Regions from separate parts of the Mus musculus genome. Here all the other regions are linked to region 1. Evidence: chromatin contacts called from public Hi-C and Micro-C data. All regions are on one chromosome and are shown on one strand. The core of a region is the stretch at or near the end of the contact, and the rest is flanking DNA. Distances in the headings are between cores, read along the strand shown.

Region 1 (2,973 bases), core at 250-2,749:
GTCTGACCTAAGCTTTTTGCATATATGTTACAGCTGTGTATCTTTGTCTTTGTGTGGGACTCCTAACAGTGGGAGCAGGGGCTGTCTCTGACTCTTTTGCCTGCTTTTGGGACCATTTTCCTCCTACTGGGTTGATTTGTTCAACCTTATACAAGGGAGGTGTTTAGTCTTCCTGCAACTTTATACGCCAGGTTTGGTTGCTATCCAAAAGAGGCCTGCAATTTTCTGAAGAGAGTGGGAGGAGGAGTGGATGAGGCAGGAGAATTAGGAGGTAAGGAAGAACGGTAAACTGCTGTCAGCATATAATACTTGCAAGAGGAATAAAAAAATTTTAAAAAGAATTTATCTATGTTCATCAGAAAAACAAGGTTATAATCTTCTTTTATCTCTATCTGGTCATTTTCAAGGCAATGCTGTTTTTAATAAAGACAGTTTGGTAGTGTTCGTTCCCCCTATTTCATAGAAGGCCAGCTTTGTTTGGACTTCTGTGCCCTATTTCTCGGAGACAAAAGGTAGCTAGATCTAGTTTTATAATTCTGTCAGCCATCTTCATCCAGCTACCAGTGAGTTGATGCCATTTACTAATTCCTGCAATGTTGTTACTTTTTTTTCTTGATGGTTGGGTTGCTGTCTTTTACTTCCTCTCTCTTTTAGAGACACAAATGAATGAGGGGGTTCCTAGTTTATTGTGCTGTGAGGGTGAATTTCTTCTTAGCGCCCTGTTTTTGTAGTAGTTTGAATAAGAAACATTGTCACAGACTCAAGTATTTGAACACTTGGTCCAGAGTAGGTAGCAGGGTTTGGAGGATGTTATGGTGGTACCACCTCTTTGTGGTGCAGCCTGGCTAATCACAGGGGTTGCTATTTAGAGTTGCCTTACTCCATGTCCAGTTCTCTGTCCCTGCCTCACGAATCTATCTCAGCTTCCTGCTCTGGCCCTCTGCTGTCATGCCTCCCTCGCTGTTATTAACCTTACATCTGGATCAGAAAGCCAAATCCTTAGGTTGTCTTTGGCCATTGTGTTTTATCACAGCAACAGAAAAGTGACCGAAACATCCACTCATCTCAACGTTCCTCACCAATATTTTTTATTTATGTTGCTGATCATTTATGTTTCTTGATTTTTCTCCTCCCTTTTGCTGACAGTTCCTCTGTTATTGCCTCCTCACCCCTGCCCACTGCTGGTCCTATATTGAATTCCTCTGCTTGCTTGTATCTTCCTTCTTATCATTGATTATTTATACCAGAAACATTTGGAAATCGTGATCCAACAGTTTACTTATTTCTGTATCTTTGGTTTCAGTATTTGAAGCGTTATGGGATTCTGTGATAACGCGCTTGAAGGGATCAAGCAGGCCTGAAAATGGCAAATATGTTTTACTTTTTATCTGTCTCCCCCTTGCTAAGAAGTGTTAGATTACATTCCTAAAACTAGCCCTCAAGGTCCATTCCCTTATTTGGTTGCTGACTAATCCCTGAGACAAAACACCAAGGTCCAACAATCAAAATTCCTTATTTGGCTAATGTGTCCAATCAGAATTTACCAAATCATCCTAGCACAGACTCCCCCTTTTTCTCCTTAAAAAACACATTCCTACCAAAACCAAAACAAAAACAACCTGTTTTCTTGCTTGCTTGCTGCTGCTGCTGCTGCTGCTGTTGCAGGAGCTATTGTAATCAGCCTTTGCAGCCCTCCTTCCACTTCCACTACCATTGGCCTAAGCCTCAGAGCATCCAACTCCAAGGTTATTTTGTTGATGAGAACTGCTCCCAGTCACTTAGGGTGGTGAATAATCTAGGTCAAGCATCCTACCACCTGCATCCCTTGTCTTGTCAGGGTTTACTTCTACAAGAGAAATAAGTGCTCTGAACCACTGAACTATCTCTCCAGTCCCTGATGCAAGGTCATTTTGTTTGTTTGTTTGTTTGTTTGCTTTTGTTTTTGTTTTTAATTCATCAATTAGGATGAATTTTATCAAATATTTTTGAGTTCCAGTTTAGATAACTACATAACTTTGTAATTTATTCTATTAATGCAATAATTTACACCGGCTGATACTTAAATGTTTAAATATTTCATAATTTAAAATAAAATAACTTTAAAATCCATCTCAGTGTGTCACATAAGTATAGATGGTGTAATCAAGAATGTGATCATGGGGCTGGAAAGATGGCTCCGCGGTTAAGAGCACTGACAGCTTTTCCATAGGATCCAGGTTCAATTCCCAGCACCAACCCTGCAGCTCACAGCTATCTGTAATGCCAGTTCCAGGGTTTCTGATGCCCTCACACAGACACAGTAGCAATGAAAATAAAGCAAGTAAATTAAAAAAAAAACAAAAGAGAATATGATCTGTGGTGCAGAAACCACACTTTACCTTTCTAAAGTAGCTTTCTAGGCATTTGACCCTCCTTGCCCAGAGGAAACACTTATTTTGATTTAAATAAACTTTGATTTTGATAGAAATAAACTAAACAGGATTTCCTCTCTATGTGATTTATTTTCTACAACATAATATTTCAGACTTATCTAATCTATATTGTCACATGAGCCAGCTTGTACTTCCTAACTGCTGATTGGCATTCTATTGTATGAATAAACCGTAATTTGTTTATGCATTCTCTTGATTGGCATTTGGATTCTCTCCAATGTTTTGCTACTATATGCAATGCTGGCATAAAAAGCTTTTTTTTTTGTACATAATTCTCTCTGTATATGTGTGCTTTCACATGGAGGATGAAATGCCTTAGTGGCATTAGTGAAGTTCTTAATAGGTATGTGCTGGCTATTCTTTGTTGTCAACTTGACTACATCTGGACTTAACTAAAACCCAAGTGGCTAGGTACACCTGTGAATGGTTTTTCTTAATTAAATTATTTGAAGTGGGAAGACCTTTAATCCAGACTTTCTGAGTGGGAAGATCCACCTTAAATCTGAGCAATAGCTTGTGGCAAAACCCTGTATAAAGGAGA
Region 2 (2,973 bases), core at 253-2,752, 110 kb before region 1:
TTTTTCTTCTGAAAAGAATGCTGAAGATGAAGAATGTTGCTGTTTCAAGCTTGAGAAGGTTATTTGGTATCTCTCAGAGTGAAAAGATAACAAACTATCCACCAGCAGGACGCAATTTGCCCAGGTACTGATTTGTTAGCTGCATGTCAGGATGATCACTCTCTCATCAACCAGTGTGCCACTCCATCTGTGTTTTCAATGCTTATTGATGTAGAATGAATTAGTATATAATTTGTTTCTTCATGATGAATATACTAATGAATGCATATGCACTGTTTTAATTCACCCACCAGTGGGTAGTATTTGAAATGTCCCATGCCTAGATGTTAACAATAATGGTGCTTAATTCCCACATGCATTCTAAATATTTATCCTTATACTTAGAAATACATGTAGCTCTTACTGCTCATCAAATAAACTTCTTTTTACAACAGAAGGAGATCATTGCAAAAAAAAAAAAAACAGAGAAGAAATGCATTGTGGGATACTTAGCCCCCACTGATACAGCTATATCAGGACTCTTGAAACTAAGATTCACTGAACATTTCAGTAGAGGGAGCAAGAAGATTATACAAGCCAAAGAACCAGGAAATCTGCTGTGAGACTGTGTCTTCTAGAAACGACAGGGATGCTACACCCTAGACAGTATGGCTACCTAAGCAAGACCCCAATACTGACAATACTAATAGACATACCGGTGTAGAAGAGGGGAAATCCTGCAGGGCCTCACTTAGAGACAAGGAACTACAGACAACTAGGGATGCTGAGAATGGGAGAAATAGTCTTACCCAGCACTGAGGTCCCTAGTTGGTCATCTGGTCTCAAGTAGTTCTCTGTCTCTCTCTCTCTCTGTCTCTCTCTCTCTCTCTGTCTCTCTGTCTCTCTGTCTCTCTCTCTCTCTCTGTCACTCTCTCTCTCTCTCTCTCCCTGTGTGTGTGTGTGTGTGTGTGTGTGAGTGAGTGAGAGAGAGAGAGAGAGAGAGAACTGTTGACTGAAGCACAGAATGGCAGAATTTGGGTTACTTCTAAGATATGAAAATATCATTGATACTACATTGATAAGTTACACTGTATAGCCAGCCTGACACTCTTAGGTTCCTTTCCTCAATTCAGACATAACGAATCAGAAATATTAGTTCTGCAAAGTCTGAATTAAAAAAAAAAAACTTGAGTTCAGAAACTTTCCAAATTTTATGAACAGTGAATCACAAAGACACTGAAGAATTGTGTCAAATATGGGTTTCAGAATATTCAACAACCAGTGATCCACCAATCAGATTTCTCACTGGAAAAATTTCTGAAGGGGGTGGGGGTCAGAGGTTAGTGAATGGCATTCACTCTCCTGGAAACAGCAAAGAAGTCACTGCAGTAACAGGGCATTTCTGGAGCAAGAGGAAGCCTGAAATACAAAGAGATAAAAAGCCAGGAACAAATGTTCCCAGGGAAAAGGAGTCATTTGGCTAGATATCAAAGTAGGCCAAGGTCGTAGCATGAAAAAGAAGTCTGCATTGGCCCATGAAAATCAATTGTAACTCATTGTTTTGTTCTTGCTTAGTCACACATATGTGTCAATCTCAAGGCTGGCATTTGAAGATGCTGCCAGAGATTTGCCTATTTATCATCCTAAAAACTTTTCAAGTGTTTTTAATAGATAAACCCTCAAGGTAATGTTGATAACAGTTTACTTCGTGGGTGGAGTAGTATCCTGGAGGAGTGGCAAGGAACTACTTTTATTAGTATCATTCATTGCTACCATAAACTGTGTTTGAGCAAGGCACCATGCCAGATCGGCATGACACAAGGAGAACGAGGAGCAAGAACATATGCATCAGAGAGGAAAAAAAATCTCCAGGCTGCAAAGAGTAAATGCTAACATAAATGAGTCACCTAACTGGGAGAAGACTGCGTGGTGGGCAGATTTCTTTTTCTTTCCTTTTTTAATATTTTTATTAGGTATTTTCCTCATTTACATCTCCAATGCTAATAAAAATGGAAGACCTGATTTAGATTCCAAAGATAAGCTTGTGTAAGTAGGCCACAACTGCAGGTAGCTTATCCTGCATATGTAAAGATCCAAGGACAGAATTTACATGTTATACCAAAAGTCCAATTTTGTGAAATACAAGTATTGAATTGGGAGAGCAATGGCTTTAAGATGAATCAAGAGGACATGTTGAAGGTGGATTATTAGAGACTAAAGAACTTGGATTTTGCATAGACACTGAACAATTGTCGGAAGTTATGAAGAAATTCACAGCTGCAAAGCAGTATTTAAATCATATTAACATAACCAATATAGGAAATACAAAATCAGGAGCCAGATGTCAGGTGTAGGAAATGACCTCATCTTAGAAGCCGAGTGTGGAGAAAGAGGAGAAAAGAAAAGATCCCCAAGCAAAGTTGAAGGTTCAAGAATGGAATAGAAAATGAAACAGGGCAACAAGGCAAGGTTGGAGACTTGGTCAAAAGTGATGAGAATGGGACTCTAAAAACCAACAGAGGCTACATTAATAGCTAATGTTGCGTGGAAGGTGAAGATGGGAAGGAATGGGCTAGTGACATTTCAAGGCATCATGGTTTGTAGGAAGAGAAATGAATGGTATAACTGCAAAGACAGAGGAGTTGAAGAAGAGTTTTCTAGGTGTAAGACTTGAGCTAAGAGAAGACAAAGGTGAAAATGTAGCCCTTGACAGTCATCAACACAAGGTCACACAAGAAGATGCCACAACCATAGAAAAACAGATCATGGACCATAAAAGGTTTAAAAGAAAAACAATGAAAATAGTGCAATGAAACATGTATATTTGCTGGCATGCCATCGAGAATGTTTGTCTAGGAGGAAATTAACCCCAATTGTAACCTCTGTCTTATATTAATATCATGAAGGTGCATCAGCTATGCCGAGAAAGTCCTTAGCATCTTATGGATGTCACGTAATGTTTAAACAGCAAACACTACAAGTTCTGCTGCTTCT
Region 3 (2,973 bases), core at 236-2,735, 83 kb before region 1:
AGAAGGATAGGGGGCGAGAGGAAGGGAGGGATGAAAGAAAACAGATGTGCTACAGCTGCTATTGAAATACAAGTCAAGAAAAACCTTAGTATTGCTGCATGGAGTAGCATGGTATTTCAGAGATGAGCTTAGCCTCAACTGAGCTCTCAGTTTTACTGAGAGCAACATAGTTGACCTGTTCACCACGAGTTCATCTCATCCATGGGTCAGTGTCTGAGATATAACACATAGTAAAAATGTGTTTCATGAATGAATTAATATCTAACTTTGGCAGGAATTATTTTATGGTCATAGAATCGTAGGTGAATATATTTCTTAGGTTAATTCCTTTCAACTACATTCCATTTAGGGGCCTCTTCCTTCACAACACTACTGTGAAGAGGAAATATTTAGAAGTCTAGAAATTCACAAAAGTCATTTCTGTCAACAAGAACATATTGATGGAAGACAGCATCCATGGAAATGACAGGTGCTAGTGAAGACTTCACAGAAGAAAAGAAAATGACCTCCCTAATCTATCCCTTTTAAATTAACTTGGACATAGCTGACCAAACGTTCTGCCATAGGCGTTCTGTGTGGAAAGGTACAGCTAGGACTTGGGGTTTGAGATTCTAATTTTAAGTTATGTGCCCTCATGAAATATAATAGAGGCCAAATTACGTGTCAACATGGCCAACACACGTTGCACCAAAACAGTATCCCCAAAGGTTCACTTGCTCTGCACTATGTGTGTGTTCCACTCATTGGCTGCTTTGTCTTCCCTTACCAGACTAACTTTTTACATGTATTTATTTAGGTGTGGGACTGCAGAGTGGGTGGGAACGTGCTGAGGCATGGATGCAGAGGTCAGAGGACAACTTGCAGGAGTTGGATCTCTCCTTCCACCAAGTGGAATCTGGGGCTCTAACTCAGGTCAATATGCTTGGTGGCAAGTGCCCACACCTGCTGAGCCATCTCACTAGCCCACACTTGTATTATTTATTTGTTAGTGTGTATGTCTTTCTGCCTGTCTCTGTCTGTCTCTGTCTCTGTCTCTCTGTCTCTGTCTCTGTCTCTGTCTCTCTCTCTCTGTGTGTGTGTGTGTGTGTGTGTGTGTGTGTGTGTGTGTGTGTGTGTGTGATTGAGGGTGTGCCTGTATATCACACAGTTTGAGTGTAGAGGTCAGAATGCAACTTTTGAAAGACAGTTCTCTCCTTTTACCACCTTGAGGCAGTGTCTCTCTTACAGTGTCTTGCTGCTGTGTACTCTAGGCTACCACAGCTTGGTTCCTAGGTGGCTTCCAGAGATTGTCCTCAAGTTGCCTGGTTTGAGGGTCAAGTGCTTTTTTGTCTGGTCATCCCACTAGCTCTATTTTTTGCTTTTTTAATTCTTTAAGAAACAAATCAGCAAACTGGAATATATTGAAAGTAACTGCTTATCTAGGCCTTCAAAAGCTTAGGAAAGCTATCAGTGCCCAAAGCTGGCCAGAAGAACTGTGCACTTAGATAACCAGAGCTTATCAGAGACAAGCCAGTTATTACTCAGCACAGTAAACAAACCCAAGTATAACCTCTTCAAAGAGCCTGAGGTTAGAGGCCTAGGGATAAACCTTACGATTCTCTTTAGTAAGAACTACAGAGTACTGCCATGATTTAATGACTCACCGTGGACTGAGTTAGCATCACTAGTAATTAAAAACCCAAAAGCTGCCTTTCCCAGAAAACGATATTTTTGTTTGTGAGGCATAATCACAGCTGAGCTCCAGAGAGAATAACCAAAGAAAGAAAATTTGCCAGCTGAGTGTTGTCCATCCTTTTTCATAGACAGGCTCACATTCATTAGGGAACAGGTGAAGACAGATTAGAAAACCTTAGTATGTCCCTGTTTCTAGCAATTCAGCCTAAGACCAAGGTCAGGGTAAAAAAACTTCAGGGTGGCCTCCGTGAAATTCACCTCACTGCATTGAAGCCCAGTTTTGATGAAATTGGGCCTGTCTCTTAAATGCTAGCCACTATATTTATTTTTAAATAAGATTTTAGCCATAATACCACAGCCAAGAAAGCAATTGGCGTCCAACGGAGTGGAAAGTGAGTTTTCCCTGTGCAATTTTCTCCACTGTTGGGGATAATCTACCCAGGTGGTCCTAATTCCCTCTTCTCTCCATCATCGTAGACAGGAAGCCACCCAGGTTTGCACCAAAAGGGCACTTTGTTCCTTTTTAATTCTGAATCTATTTGTTTCATTTAAAATATGGGCCTAAATAAAGTTTATAAAACATCAAACTTAAACTCTTAAGCCAATTTCTAACTCCTTTCAAACAACACAAAACACAGACCATCTTAGCTCCGGTGTCAGTAATGGTGGCAGTCAGTTTAAGCACTGCATACCCTTGAGGTCAGAGATCCATGGGAGTCTGCAGGTCGGAACTCCTCATGGTATTATAATGTCAAGACCAGCGTCTTCAGTACCTGCCTCAAACAGCTTTCATGTCTATTTCTGTTGGGCATATACTATGTGGAAAAACATGTGTTAGACACAAAATAAAAATTTAAAAAAAGTATAGACTCCTAACCCTGTTGATTCCTGTGGGTCATCAGAGATGAAAAGAGAAAGATGCATGGGTGTGCACAATTAATGAGCAGGTGAAGGACGATATGAGAGGAATAGAGCAAACTTGCCATGCAGAGTGTGGTCCATAGAGGAATGTGTGCATACAAATTGAGCATCCCCAAGCTGACATGCAAACTATTCCAATATCTCAAAGGCTTTGAATTTCAACATGATTTGGGAATGCAGAATGCCATACCATGAAACTTTGCTTTTGAAAAAGATTATTTTAAGCATTATACACACTATCTCTAGCCTATGTGTATAAAGTGTTTATGAGGCAAATGAACTTCATGTATAAAATGTGTTAGGTCTCCCAACACATTTCCAACTTGTGTGTGTGTAGGCATTTCCAGATCTGAAAAACAAAATCCAAAGCAGGAAATA

Evidence for each region. A called contact is a pair of places that touch in the nucleus more often than the background predicts.
Region 2: a Hi-C map of Sertoli cells shows a contact between it and region 1, with 2.9 times the contacts expected there. The contact joins two enhancer-like sites. A contact is called at or near these places in 8 of 484 Hi-C or Micro-C datasets (Sertoli cells, embryonic fibroblasts, embryonic stem cells and 3 more) and 1 of 115 datasets of contacts at active chromatin or transcription factors (embryonic stem cells).
Region 3: a contact with region 1 is called in a Micro-C map of granulosa cells, with 2.3 times the contacts expected there. The contact joins two enhancer-like sites. A contact is called at or near these places in 5 of 484 Hi-C or Micro-C datasets (embryonic fibroblasts, embryonic stem cells, granulosa cells and 2 more), 1 of 115 datasets of contacts at active chromatin or transcription factors (embryonic stem cells) and 3 of 9 other capture datasets (adipose tissue, embryonic stem cells and pancreatic islet).

What each region holds. Positions count from the first base shown.
Region 1 is chr6:5,678,462-5,681,434 of GRCm38.p6, reverse strand. No RefSeq gene overlaps it. Among named protein-coding and RNA genes, the nearest start is that of Gm46983, 36 kb to the right of the region's middle. Within about 2 kb of position 1,499, at least 8 of the 459 cell types and tissues checked have an H3K27ac peak or open chromatin away from gene starts, as enhancers often do. A contact at or near this core is called in Sertoli cells and granulosa cells, where this site is marked.
Region 2 is chr6:5,793,115-5,796,087 of GRCm38.p6, reverse strand. The region is part of intron 5 of Dync1i1 (dynein cytoplasmic 1 intermediate chain 1); the gene reads right to left. Among named protein-coding and RNA genes, the nearest start is that of Gm34527, 25 kb to the left of the region's middle. Within about 2 kb of position 1,502, at least 16 of the 459 cell types and tissues checked have an H3K27ac peak or open chromatin away from gene starts, as enhancers often do. A contact at or near this core is called in Sertoli cells and granulosa cells, where this site is marked.
Region 3 is chr6:5,761,658-5,764,630 of GRCm38.p6, reverse strand. All of the region lies in intron 2 of Dync1i1 (dynein cytoplasmic 1 intermediate chain 1), which reads right to left. Among named protein-coding and RNA genes, the nearest start is that of Dync1i1, 38 kb to the right of the region's middle. Within about 2 kb of position 1,485, at least 6 of the 459 cell types and tissues checked have an H3K27ac peak or open chromatin away from gene starts, as enhancers often do. A contact at or near this core is called in granulosa cells, where this site is marked.